Linked DNA regions of Mus musculus: all the other regions are linked to region 1. A link is a contact called in public HiCAR-type and HiChIP or PLAC-seq data. All regions are on one chromosome and are shown on one strand. The core of a region is the stretch at or near the end of the contact, and the rest is flanking DNA. Distances in the headings are between cores, read along the strand shown. Region 1 has its middle 39 kb from the start of Runx1. Region 2 has its middle 22 kb from the start of Gm30474. Region 3 overlaps Runx1 (runt related transcription factor 1).

What was found. HiCAR-type assays count read pairs that join an accessible place to other places. HiChIP or PLAC-seq counts read pairs in DNA pulled down with a chosen protein or histone mark.
Region 2: a contact with region 1 is called in a HiCAR-type map of Th17 cells, with 5 times the contacts expected there. The contact joins two enhancer-like sites. A contact is called at or near these places in 3 of 484 Hi-C or Micro-C datasets (the BV-2 cell line, cortical neurons and macrophages) and 2 of 115 datasets of contacts at active chromatin or transcription factors (Th17 cells and microglia).
Region 3: an H3K4me3 HiChIP or PLAC-seq map of bone marrow-derived macrophages shows a contact between it and region 1, with 2.8 times the contacts expected there. The contact joins two enhancer-like sites. A contact is called at or near these places in 2 of 39 promoter capture datasets (the 3T3-L1 cell line and erythroid cells), 1 of 15 datasets of contacts at CTCF or cohesin (CD8 T cells), 30 of 484 Hi-C or Micro-C datasets (B cells, the BV-2 cell line, CD4 T cells and 20 more), 15 of 115 datasets of contacts at active chromatin or transcription factors (the 230-238 cell line, CD8 T cells, the SCID.adh cell line and 10 more) and 5 of 9 other capture datasets (adipose tissue, bone marrow-derived macrophages, liver and 2 more).

What each region holds. Positions count from the first base shown.
Region 1 is chr16:92,862,597-92,866,867 of GRCm38.p6, forward strand. No RefSeq gene overlaps it. Among named protein-coding and RNA genes, the nearest start is that of Runx1, 39 kb to the left of the region's middle. Within about 2 kb of position 1,820, at least 48 of the 459 cell types and tissues checked have an H3K27ac peak or open chromatin away from gene starts, as enhancers often do. A contact at or near this core is called in the BV-2 cell line, the HL-1 cell line, Th17 cells and 2 more, where this site is marked.
Region 2 is chr16:93,107,534-93,111,804 of GRCm38.p6, forward strand. No RefSeq gene overlaps it. Among named protein-coding and RNA genes, the nearest start is that of Gm30474, 22 kb to the right of the region's middle. Within about 2 kb of position 2,273, at least 58 of the 459 cell types and tissues checked have an H3K27ac peak or open chromatin away from gene starts, as enhancers often do. A contact at or near this core is called in the BV-2 cell line and Th17 cells, where this site is marked.
Region 3 is chr16:92,690,072-92,694,342 of GRCm38.p6, forward strand. All of the region lies in intron 3 of Runx1 (runt related transcription factor 1), which reads right to left. Among named protein-coding and RNA genes, the nearest start is that of Gm30281, 70 kb to the right of the region's middle. Within about 2 kb of position 2,255, at least 18 of the 459 cell types and tissues checked have an H3K27ac peak or open chromatin away from gene starts, as enhancers often do. A contact at or near this core is called in the HL-1 cell line, bone marrow-derived dendritic cells and bone marrow-derived macrophages, where this site is marked.

The DNA.
Region 1 (4,271 bases), core at 570-3,069:
TGGAACGCACTGGACAGACTGCAGGCAGCTCACTGGGTTGAAGACTGTCCTTTCTAAATGACTCAGTTGGTCTAAACCTCTCCTAGGCAACCCGGGTGGTTTCTGCTTCTTCTAAGAACCAGGTCTGGTCTCGCAATCTCCTTTGCAGCTTTGATCTTCTGACAATGACTCTCTGTGGCCTCTATTGCTGACTGACAGGGAGGGGTTTAGTCAAGCTGGTCAGTTCCAGGGGCTTGGTGAAGCTGTTTGGAATGGGTTACCTTCTGGTTTTAAGGGCTTTCCGACAGGATGGAATGTTTCAATCTTGAGGAAAGTGCTATGCAATTTTCATAAGTGAAGTACAGACATGAGTGGTAAAGCCACATGTAAGGAATATTATTAGGGACATGAGAAACTCTTACAAGCATTATTCTTAATAGCCACAAATGTTAAGCAATAGAAAAATGGATACAATGCGTGATCATAGAATGGGATACCATGCAATAAAATAAGTGAATAAACGAGTTGTTGGTACACAGAGGAATGTCACAAGTTGAAAGTCGAGGCAACCTTATCTCATCATCTATATAAATTTTACCCAAATGCACACTTAGGCAATGCTGAGAGTGCAAACATGTTTATGTATAGGTATTGTAATAGTTACTTGACTTGTTTCTATGATAAAGTACTCTGACAAAAGCATTTAAAGGGGAAAGAGGTTATTTTGGCTCACAACTGGACTGGAGCACATCCATCTGGGCAGAAAAGTCATGTGACCTAGAACTAGAGGCAGCTGGTCACCTGCCATCCTCAATCAAGAAGCAGAGACCAGTGAATGTCATGCTCAGTTCATGTTCTCCTCTCTCTCTCTCTCTCTCTCTCTCTCTCTCTCTCTCTCTCTCTCTCTCTCTCTCTCTGTTATATATATATATATATATACATACATACATACATACTGGAACTTCAGCCTAGGGAATAGTGCCACCCATGGTAGGCAGGTCTTCTCACCTCAATTAAACTAATAAAGATAACACTTCACCCACCCTCCAAAGGCATATGCAGGAGACCCATCTCCCAGGTGATTTTATATTTCAGCTAGTTTACAATCAAAATTAAACACTGAAGGCAGCAAAGGAGAAATGGAGAGTTTTGGAAAGTGACAATGTTTCCTTTTCTTATTTGTGTGCTGCTTTATAAGTTTGGCCATCTTGTAATTAATCAAGTTTTACAAAATCTGCATCTATGTCTATTTTTATCTATATCATTTATATATCACTTCAATCAAAGTTCTCACCTAAAGACAATAAAATCCTATCAGGCAGTTTTAACGGATCTTGGCCAAAGGTTCAATTTTCATATTACTGCAGTAGATTCATTTTGCCCAACAGAAAATGGTCAGGTTGTAATTTTAATTTAATTTTCTGTGAGAAAAGTAATCACAGGTCAGAATAAACATGTAAAATAAAAACGCCTGTGACTCCTTGATGCTTTTAGTTTTACTTGGATTTCTGTTGCAAATACATATGGAAACAAAAGAAAAAGTTCTGTAGGTTGAATCAGTCCATTAAAGAGTTTTAATTTTTTCCTGAGTTTTGTTACCAAGTAAAATCATGAGGTCAGTTCTTTACAATAGAGTCATCTTCCCATGCCCAAAGCACACGGACACATTTCATTTTTGTTCCTCTTTATTTAAAATGAACAGTGGGAGTTCAATGACAACTCATCTTCTGTAATAACTTCGCAAAGCAGGCTGGGAAAGAATGACTCCACTTCCTTGTAATGATGAGAACACTGTGCTGTGTGGGGCTGCTACCATGGTGATGAGCCAACTGTACTGTGTGGTGCTGCTACCCTGGTTCTTGAGGATCACACATAGGGTGAGATCAGGAGCTAGGATGCAGAGGTGGGGACAGTGGCTGATGTGGGGTTTCCCCCTCATCTAAATGTTCTCTGGGTCTGGGGTGAGAAAATTCAGAGTCCTTGGTTTCTGCTCAGCACTGGCAAAGCTGTGAAGGTGAGCTGTGTGCTAGGGAAGGTTCAGCTGCTGAAGTGTGACCTGAATCCCATCCCTAGAATCTATACAAAAGCATAGAGCTTGGTGGCTTGCCCTTGTGAGCCCAACACTGAGAGTCAGGAAAAGGAGGATCCATGGGGCTAACTGGTAACGGGTCTGAGACGACTTCTCAGTGAGAGTGGATAACCTTGTCATGTCCAAGGCTGTCCTATGGCTGCCATGCATTTATACAGACTTACACACACACACACACACACACACACACACACACACACACACACACACACACACACTCACAGACACTCACATACTTTCTCACACACACAAACACACACATATGAACACTCATCAACACACACTCATACTCTCACACAGGCACATACACACACACAGTCACACACTCTTACACACAAACACACACATACAAACACTCACCAACATACACTCATACACACACACACACACACCCACACACACACACACACACACACACACACTACAAAGAAGGAATGTCATCATTAGACAACTCGGAATTGACCTGTTGAAGACCTAGAGAGAGACATGACTGGTACCCAATTTTCATGAATAGATCCTCAGGAAGTTGTAGAAGAATGAGCCCAGTCTGATGGCACAGACTTGAATTCCCAGCTCCCGAGAAAGCTGATTTAGGAGGATAGTGAGTTCAAGGTCAACCTAAGTAATTTGGGGAGAATTTATGTCAGAATAAAAAAATCCATAAGATCTTGGGGTTTGGTTCAGTAGTAGGGCTTTTGGATGGCATACTCAAGACCCTGGGTTCAACTCTAAATATTGTAAAAAATAAAAGTAGAAAAATGAGATATTCTGTTCTATATTTGTATTGACTTAAAAGGCAGAAAATGAAAAGTATGCAGAATAATATAGTGAAAACCTAGTTTCAATATGACAAATCTGTTTCTTAAAAGGTTCCACTGTTCCATAAAGCAGAACTTAAAATCTACCAACCCCTCTGAACTGCTTCCTGGTGTCCTTTGTCTGGAAAATCACTGGGAGGACTGCCTTGTGAGAGCGTAGAATATCCCGGAGTGCGGGAGGAGGAGGGGGAGCATGGGATCTGGAGGAGCATGGGGAAGTGGAGGAGCATGGGGAGGAGGAGGGAGAAAGACAGCATGGGAAGTGGAGGAGCATGTGAAGTGGAGGAACATGGGGAGGAGGAGGAAGAAAGAGAGCATGGGAAGTGGAGGAGCATGTGAAGTGGAGGAGCATAGGGGGAGGAGGAGGAAGAAAGAGAGCATGGGAAGTGGAGGAGCATGTGAAGTGGAGGAGCATAGGGGGAGGAGGGAGAAAGAGAGCATGGGAAGTGGAGGAGCATGGGGAAGTGGAGGAGCATGGGGAGGAGGAGAAAGAGGAGGAGGATGGAGAGCATAGGAAGTGGAGGAGCATGTGAAGTGGAGGAGCATAGGGGGAGGAGGGAGAAAGAGAGCACGGGAAGTGGAGGAGCATGGGGAGGAGGAGAAAGAGGAGGAGGGGCGAGAGTATGGGAAATGGAGGAGCATGGGGAGGAGGAGGAAGAGGAGGAGGAGGAGAGAGAGTATGGGAAATGGAGGAGCATGGGGAGGAGGAGGAAGAGGAGGAGGAGGAGAGAGAGTATGGGAACTGGAGGAGCATGGGGAAGTGGAGGAGCATGGGGAGGAGGAGGAAGAAAGACAGCATGGGAAGTGGAGGAGCATGTGAAGTGGAGGAGCATAGGGGGAGGAGGGAGAGGAGGAGGAGGGAGAGCATAGGAAATGGAGGAGCATGGGGAGGAGGAGGGAGAAAGAGAGTATGGGAAGTGGGGGAGCATGGGGAGGAGGAGAAAGAGGAGGAGGGGTGAGAGTATGGGAAATGGAGGAGCATGGGGAGGAGGAGAAAGAGGAGGAGGGGTGAGAGTATGGGAAATGGAGGAGCATGGGGAGGAGGAGGAAGAGGAGGAGGAGGAGAGAGAGTATGGGAAATGGAGGAGCATGAGGAGGAGGAGGGAGAGCATGGGGAGCATGGGAAAGATAAGAAGAAGAGATGGAGGAGGAGGAAGAACATGGGAAGTGGAGGAAGATGGGGGAGAAGGAAGAGGAGGAGGAAGAGACCAGCTCATTATCCAAACTCAGTGGCACCAAGAGAGACCAGAGACTCCATCCCCTTGGCGTTCTCTGAGGCCAATTGTCAGTGGTCACAATGGATGTACAGATCTCAGCTTCTCTCCGAGCCCCCTGTTCAGATCCTACAAGGATGATGTACCTGCAAACCACCTGTGCTCCTCCCA
Region 2 (4,271 bases), core at 1,023-3,522, 250 kb after region 1:
CTCGGAGCTTTAGAGCAACTGTTGTTCTTTCAAAGGATGTGAGTCGCCTCCCAATACTTGCATTGGTCGGTTTATAACTGCCCATAACTCCACTGGCATCTGACGCCCTCTTCTGGCCACAAGGGCACCTGCACACACATGCAGCACACACAGACACATAAATTAAAAGTAAATATAAAGGACTGGAGACATGACTCAATGGTTTAAAGCATTAGCAGTTCTTCCAGAGAACTCCAGTTCAATTCCCAGCACCCACCATCTAGAACTTCGTTTTCATTTCAGGGGAGCTGAGCCCCCTCTTCTGGTCTCCCCAGACAATGTACACACATGGTGCATACACACACATTCACACAAAATATTGAAATTAAATGTACATTGCTCCCATCAATTTCTTTACAGTCTTAATTTGTACATATTACCCAGGAATCTCACACACATGGAATTTTCCATTCTTTCCAATCTTTCTAACGAGCACTCCATCTCAGCATAGTCCTAAAAGCTTTCTAAAGACCCTTTTAAAGTAAAAGGCCAGAGCCTGTCTTGTTTATAAGACACCAGGATTCCAAGCTTCCAGAAAGCCCATATAAGTAACCCCAGAAATAGGTAGTGCATTTAATAGAAATCTGAGCTCATCAATTTTACATGATCCTCACACACTGAGTGTGGAATGCTGATGAGGATTTGATGTTGACAGGAGATTCATTTGCAAACACAAGTGGCTGGAGAGATGATTAAATCGGTGAATAGTTTGTCAATATCTATTTCATGTTAGCTCTCACTATCAAGACCAGTAGCTGTGGCTTTGATGACAATAATAAATAATAATTAGGATATGGCGCTGTTCTGGTTGCAAGCATACAACACTTTTTGTTATGGACCTAAAAAGATGTATATTAAGTTATATGTGTACTCCCAACCCTGACAGGCCAGCCTTAACGAACGTTTGAGGGAGTCATGAAATCCATATTGTCTTATGGTCCTTGGTGTGCAGAGATGGCTTCTGTCTTCTAGGATAAAGAGTACAGAAAGCTCGTGTTGTGCACACCTAGGTGACAGGGACAAGATGGGGTAGCTTTAGATCAAATACAACTGCTGGATGTCTGGCTTATTCCTCAATGAGGACTGGCACCAAGCCTGGGAGACAGTGCAGGAAGTCAAGTGTCCGCCTTGACAGCGTGAGGACCCAAGTTCAAGGACCCACGCTTAAAAAGGTGTGTGTGGTGGTGCATGCTTGTAATGCCAGCTCTGGGGAGGCGGTGACAGTTGGGTCCCTGGGGTTTGATGACCAGTTAGGGTGAGATTCTATCTCACAAAACGAGGTGGATGTACCTGAGAAGTGACCACAACCTTCTTGTTGACAAGCGAGGAGGTGAATTGAAGTGAAAGCATCCGAGGGGGCATCCCTGACATCACAGGGCACCGCAGAACATGCTACGTTCTCAGAGAGTCGATTCTCAAGTTCATGGTGCTTGTGCCGCTCACTAATCTCAGGGACCTTCAGTAGGATGGAGGATATTTGAAAGCAGAAATTGGATCTTTTGGGGTTGTGGCCAAGCCCCAACTTCTCCAGTTCTGAGGCATTACAATGCTTGGTGCTTTCCTTAGGATGTCACAGATGCTATTCTGCGGTCTTAGCTACATAAAGAGATAGGGCTTAATTATTTAACATGTCACTCTCAACCATTAAAATAGTGACTAGGCTCTTGCCAGAACAGATTCTATAAAATATCAAAATAAAGTCAATCTTTAAAAAAAGGGGGGGGGAACTATTCAAAAAGTTTGAAAAACTTGTGAGGAACATCAATAGTTCTACCTGCAAGTTTACTCCATGTAAACATTTTTAAGAAGATTCGTGCAGTGTCTAGTGTAGCCCAAGCCGACCTCAGGCTTACTGTATATACCCAAGGCTGATCTCGAGCTCTTGGGCCCCCAGCCTTTACCTATGGGTAGGCTGTTGGGATTGCAGTATGTGCCACCGCTCTGCTGCTGAGGTTTGAACCAACGTCCTGTACATGCTAGCCACGCACTGTAGAGGTAGCTACTGGGCTACCCACCTACCCACCCTCTCTCTTGTTTTGTTATGACACGTACCTCACACACCAAGGGCGTGGAGAGCCAATGGCTTTCCCCATACAATCATACTAAAAGCAAGTGTGTTTTGTAAACGTTTTATGGAAATTTGGGAAAGTGAAAACAGGCTCTTAACAGTTCCCCGCTGTCCAACAAGCAATGTCAATACTGCCATGAACGCCAGTGGCTCAATCAGTGTGAGTCAACTCTACCTCCCTCTCGGTGACTCGTACTTTTGTTATTTTTAGCAGGAGACATGCAACGCTGTATGGTTGGCTCACGTATTGAAGACGCGATTCTCAACTGCTGGTGCTATTTTAGGAGGTTCTGGAAACTTTAGATGTTGGGGAGGGGTAGCTGGAGGAAGTATGTCACAGAAAACATGTCTCTGTCTGCCTGCCTGTCTGTCTGTCTGTCTATGTCTATGTCTGTCTGTCTGTGTCTCTGTCTCTGTCTATCTCTGTCTCTATCTCTGTGTGTGTGTGTGTGCCTCTGTCTGACGCTGTGTGAGTCTTTATCTGTCTGTGTCCATCTCTATCTCTGTCTGTGACCCTGTGTCTGTGTGTGTGTGTGCCTATGTATCTGTGTCTACCTGTGTGTGCATATGTGTGTGTGTGTGTGTTTATCTATCTATAACTGTCTCTCCTTTATCGGCTATGACATGGCTATGTCCCTATCATTAGCTCCCACCTCTATGAAGTTCCTCCTTCTGCACAGACCCAGAGCGCACTGGGCCAAGGACCACAGTCTGAAATCTCTGAAAGCATGAGCAAAGCCACATCTTTCCTACTTTATTTTTGTCATAGCATTGAAATTGTAAATTAAACATACAAACAAGTCCTGAGTGTCTCTTTGCTGTTGCTGCCCCTTGGTTTTTGGCAGGGTTTTGTTTCTTTCGTGTCAAGATGAGGCTTTGCCAAGTTGATGTGTGCTTTGCATCCACAGGAGGCCTCTGCAGAAGCTGGAATACATACAGGACACTTTAAACGGAAGGGATACGATGGGTCCTTCTTAGAATCAGGAGACTTTGGTGTCACCAGTCACAGGGAACAAAGGGCAGGCCTGCATGGCATCTCTCCAGTTCACCAGAGGAAGGGGTGGGGTAGACCAGGTGTGACATCTTTCTGGTTCAGCAGGATCTTTGTGTGAATGTAATCTGACAACCTGGAATTTTGAGAATCAAGGGAAAGACGAGCCAATAGCTGATCACTCACACGTGCTTCTGGGGTCTTTAGGGCTCCGTGAGTCAGTTGTGCAATGCAGATCTAGGACTTAGGAGCTAGCGCATGGCCTGCTCCTTTTCTCCATGCTGCAGAAGCACATACGCAGCTCTGGGTGGGCTAGGGCTACAAGGGAACCCAGGAAAGGAGGCCCCTCCTCCTCAGAGTTCTCTCAACCATAGGTTACATAATCCACCCATTCATTCATTCATTCATTAGTCATCCAGCCAACACTGGCTGGAGCACCTGTGTAGTGCAGCCTCTGTCTTTGTACTGCCCCCCTTGCCTTCGAGGGCTGTGAAGCAAGTGTGTAATACCCTCCACACAGCTGTGGGAAAGGACAACAGGCAGCTGACAGGGCTCCACACCTGAAGCCAGCTTCCCAGGCGCTTGCCCAATTTTTCTTTGCCTTGTTTTGGTTTAAAACAGTGTTTCTCAGTAGAGGCCAACTCAAGCCTTCAGGACTACCATGCACAGGACAGCCCTACAGCAAAGAATAATCCAGACTGAAGAGTCTATGGGCTTTGATGTTTAGAAAGGCCACGTCAGAACCATTGTGGTGAGCGTGCCTGTAATCTCAGCACTTGGGAGGCTGCAGCAGGAGGATTGCTCTGAGTTTCAGGCCAATGTGGCCTATATAGGAAGATTCTTGCTTAGAAACACAAACATAAGAGAAAGAGAAGGAAGGAAAGAAGGAAGGAAGGGAGGGAGGGAGGGAGGGAGGGAGGGAGGAAGGAAGGGAGAGGGAGGGAGGAAGGGAGGGAGGAAGGAAGGGAGAGGGAGGGAGGAAGGGAGGGAGGGAGGAAGGGAGGGAGGGAGGAAGGGAGGAAGGGAGGGAGGAAGGGAGGAAGGGAGGAAGGGAGGAAGGGAGGAAGGGAGGAAGGGAGGAAGGGAGGAAGGGAGGAAGGGAGGAAGGGAGGAAGGGAGGAAGGGAGGAAGGGAGGAAGGGAGGAAGGGAGGAAAAAAAATCAAGAAAGTCAA
Region 3 (4,271 bases), core at 1,005-3,504, 170 kb before region 1:
AACTCTTGCACCCAAGGAGAAAAACTAGACACGGGCCACTTCTTTATTATTAATTACAAGCGGGATGACCTCAGTGACTACGGGTGCTCCAGTGTGGTCATTCTCCTCAAATCAAAGGTAGAACCAGACTGCTGTCTGGCATCTGTATGAACTGTGTTCTGGGGGATTCCGTTACTGCCACTGAAAAGGTAAGGGCTTAGTATATTTGGAAAGACAACTTGTAGATGAGCTTACTTTATATCCAGAAAACCAAAAAAAGTAGTAATTTCAGATTAAAACACTCTGAAGCCTTGAAAGTGCTTCACAAAACATTACCCACTGCTTGGCTGCTCTTTGGTCCTTTTGGTTTTGTTTTAGAGAGCTATGGTTTCACGATGGAGCCTAGAATGGCCTTGAACTCCCAGTCCTCTTAGCCTTCGAGGTCAGGATTTACAGGTGTGCACCACCAAGCCTGCCGTTCTTTGACTTCAGCTAAAGTTTCCAGTTTTGACTTGATATCGGTTATGTTTGCCTTGTTCCATATTCAAAGCGACCACAGGATTTCAAATCGCCATGCCCCGAGAGTTCAGTTTGTTCCAACCATTCCAGACACATGCTGTCAGTCTTCGGTGAGATGTCTGTTATTTATCTCAGTTGTGTGGTCATCCTCGGGCAGGTTTTCCCGGGATGGCAGCAGAAACATCTCTTCTTCTACTGCCACTTTGTTTTTCTCAGTTTTTGTACACTGGCTGCTTCACAATCTATCAGAGGGATATTTCTCATTCTGTATGAAATAACCCCGCCGCAGATCTGCTAATCTGGTATCAAGGTCTGGTCTCTCTGCTCGCCATTCTTACTGGGTGCTTAGTCATGTCTCCTTCCCGCTGTTCGATGTCCTGCAGATGGCTATCTGGGCGATTTTATTCATTGTGGCTGCTCTATCTCCTGCGTTCTAAAGAACCTATGTCAGGAAATTGCCCCAGCTACCCTGAGAAATGGACAGAGGGGACCCCTAGGACATCACTAGGACACTCTGCTCTCTAGGACTGGGTATGTATCTTGCTATCTCTTTAATTTTTATCTGTTTTCACTCACTTGCTTTGTGAAACAAGGACCCTGCGGCCCCTTGCCTCTGCTTTTAACCCTTTCATGTCAACTGTTGGACGTGTTTTCTACAAAGGAGATTTTAAAAACGCTTATTCTCCAAGCAATATGTAATTAGATGTTTCTATCCCACCACAAATGTTTGATGCCTTTAATTAGGAGTGGTAATAAGACAACTCTTTTGTTTCAAAGAACATCATTGAAATAAATTCCCCTGCTCGGTTAATTGATCATTATTATCTTTTCTTTCTATTCCTACAAAATGTTACTCCTGTAAATTCTGTTTTCTGTCTATTTTTCCCCCCATCTCTCTCATCAATGTTTTCATTTCCCTCTGCACAGTTTGCTCACAAGGATGAGATACCCTCTGTGAAAATGCTTCACTTCCTTGCCTTCATCTCCCTGTGGAGACCTAGGCCTTTCCAGTTCATCTCAACACCCACTGGGCTCCGAGGGCACTGAATCGACATCCGGGCTTCCAGTCTGAATGCCTGACTGTTGGGGCCCATATCTCCTAAGAGGCCAAAATGAATAAATCCTGTTCCAGAGCGCCCAAAGGCACGCCAAGTCATGAATTCCCACTGTGCCCCACCGTGCCTCAGTTTACCATGGTTGTTCCAGGGATCCCTCATTACCAAGAGGTCAAACCCATGAGGCCCCCTCGTCTACAGCACAAGAGGACCATGGTGGCCAAGAAAAGCTTGTTGATGTTGGAATTCAAAAGTCTAAAAATTAGGAGTTTAAATTGCATCACCCCCATTTCTAAAGGAAGCAGGAAGGGGGCATCCAGTGGCTCGGTTACTACTTCTTGGGCTTTTTGATTTATCTCCAAAGAGTTTTGATGGAGAAGGGAAGGAGACAAAATTAAATCCAGGGACATTTAACTCTGTACTTAAAACAATGACAAGCACACCTAGGCTAGGTTACTAGCACTGTTGTTGTTTTATTTAAAGCTAAGATGTCTTCCAATTTGATATAGATTTTTGTCACTGAGAGATGATATAGAAATAATGAAAAGAAATCAAACTTCAAACAGAAATACAAAGCAGTGTCTGCAGTAAAAAGCTATAAACAATAGGTAAGGCAAGAGAAACATTTACATTTAGTACAGACCAAACAGACAAGAAGGGACTTGCTGGCCCAAGATAGCTCATATTTTGTTGAACTTCTCTGTTCTTCAAGTATCAGGAAGTTGGGCCAAATGTCAGCTGTCTTCTCTGCTCTGAGGACTTCCCAGCACTGTTCTTGGCTAGCCTATTCTTAGTTTGAAACTGGCATTTTCCAACAATTTTACAGGTTGAAATTAAAGCAACAACTTAGTTACTGCAAATTCTCTAATCTTCCAGAGTTTCAAAGAGGCTGTGGAATGGAACGTAGAATTTATCTGAGATGACATTTAACACATAGCTAGGGATCATGGTCTTCCGGCCAGAATTTTATTTATTTATTTATTTATTTATTTATTTATTGGAAAGCATATTCCATCAGCACCCATGGTCTTTGAACTTCCCTGATAAAGGTATGTTTATATTTTTGTGCTCTGGTGTACCAGGGGCTAAACAAATTCTTTTATTACAGTATTATAAAATCTACTGCAAGTCACCTAGACAACTTTGTAGACGGTATCTGCAAATATTGTGTAGTATGGAGCAGATTTCCCAGTTTCTCGGCAGTGAAATTAAGTGTTTCTTCTATGCTGAGATAAACAGTCTATAGGTGGAAAGAGGGGTGGAGGATGGGAGGACTAATTAGCATAATTTTAATCAATTTTCAAGGGACTTCATGATTGTAAGTCTCCTGATAATTCTGAAGATTAAAGCGGAGGACTTAACAAGATTCCGGAAGGTTCCGGGAGATGCTCTTCTACAAGTGATCTGAACAGGGCTTCACATCATCCGATTTTTATCTGGGGGTGGTGGCGGCAGCAGGGAATAGGATAAGTCCTGCAGGGTTAACCCCTAAAGAGATTCCGGAATCTTAATTCACATGTAAATGTAAAGACTGTTGGTAGAAACTGCTTCTGTGTGTTTGGTAGGAGCTGGCACACAGAGGGGCCAGGGCCCATAGAAAATACAGCAAGGAAGATGGTCTGTTTCCAAGTCCAGCTTCCTCTTAAACCCAGCCTTTAAATCTCCTTTCCCTCCGCAAATTCTATCTACTGACTGGTGAGCTCCTTGAAGCAGCCGTCCCTCTGTGGGACAGCATAGGTGGTGACAGATATTAATCCAGAGGTCTGATTTTTCAACTTCCCTGTCCACCGTGACCTTTGTCATGGCTCCTGGCTGTCACTCAGGGAAACACACTGAGGTCTTTCCAAAATCATTTGTAAAGGGGAATCTCTACGGCAGTGATTATTTTTGTTAAAAGGAAAAAATTATTTTTCGTGGCTTGTAAAGGCAATGTGTAAGGTCTTTAATTCTTTTGAAAAGAAAAATAAACATTTCCATGTGGTAGCTCAAGACGGGACCACGTCAACTCCTGAAGACCATTTTAAAAATCAGTTATTTAGTGTCTTGATAAACTGGGATTCCCTGGTAGACTAAGACGAAGAAGAACAACCACAACCACAACAATAACAACAACAACAACCACAGCAACAAAGCTCAGAAAAGACCCAATTTCTTCCCTCAAGGAAGCCACAGTCCCTTTAGCTAGGCTGGCAGGGAGATCTACCTTAACTGGCCCTTTCCTTGACTACAATAAGTTTGATTTCTCTCTGTTCTCTGAAAGTGACCTTAGGGCTGAGCCCAGATAGGTCCCTCTCAGGGTAAACAGAAGACAACACCAGCTAAATTTGTTTTTCTAAAGGAATTGGGACGGATTCCCCAATACTTGGAAGGGAAGGAAAACCCGAGTGCCTGGCTCCCCTTCAGACTCTCAACCCCACCTCTACCCCTTTAAAAAGTTGCTTTCACAACAGTGGTAAAGGTGGCAATTCTACAGACAGAGTCAGCAGCAAATTCTACTTCTATGATTTTTTTTTTTAATGTGGATGGTCTTTTTAGCATGAAAAGGGGAACCGGACAGCACTTGTCAAAAAGTGAGCGCTATTCATTGTAATTAGATCAAGATCCAGCTGAGGCCTGGAACTACGAAAAGCTTAAATTAAATTAATCTCCCTCCTAAATGAGACAATTATTCAGCTAAATTGAAAAAAAGAAAAAAGAAAAAGGAGAGCAGCTTCCCTT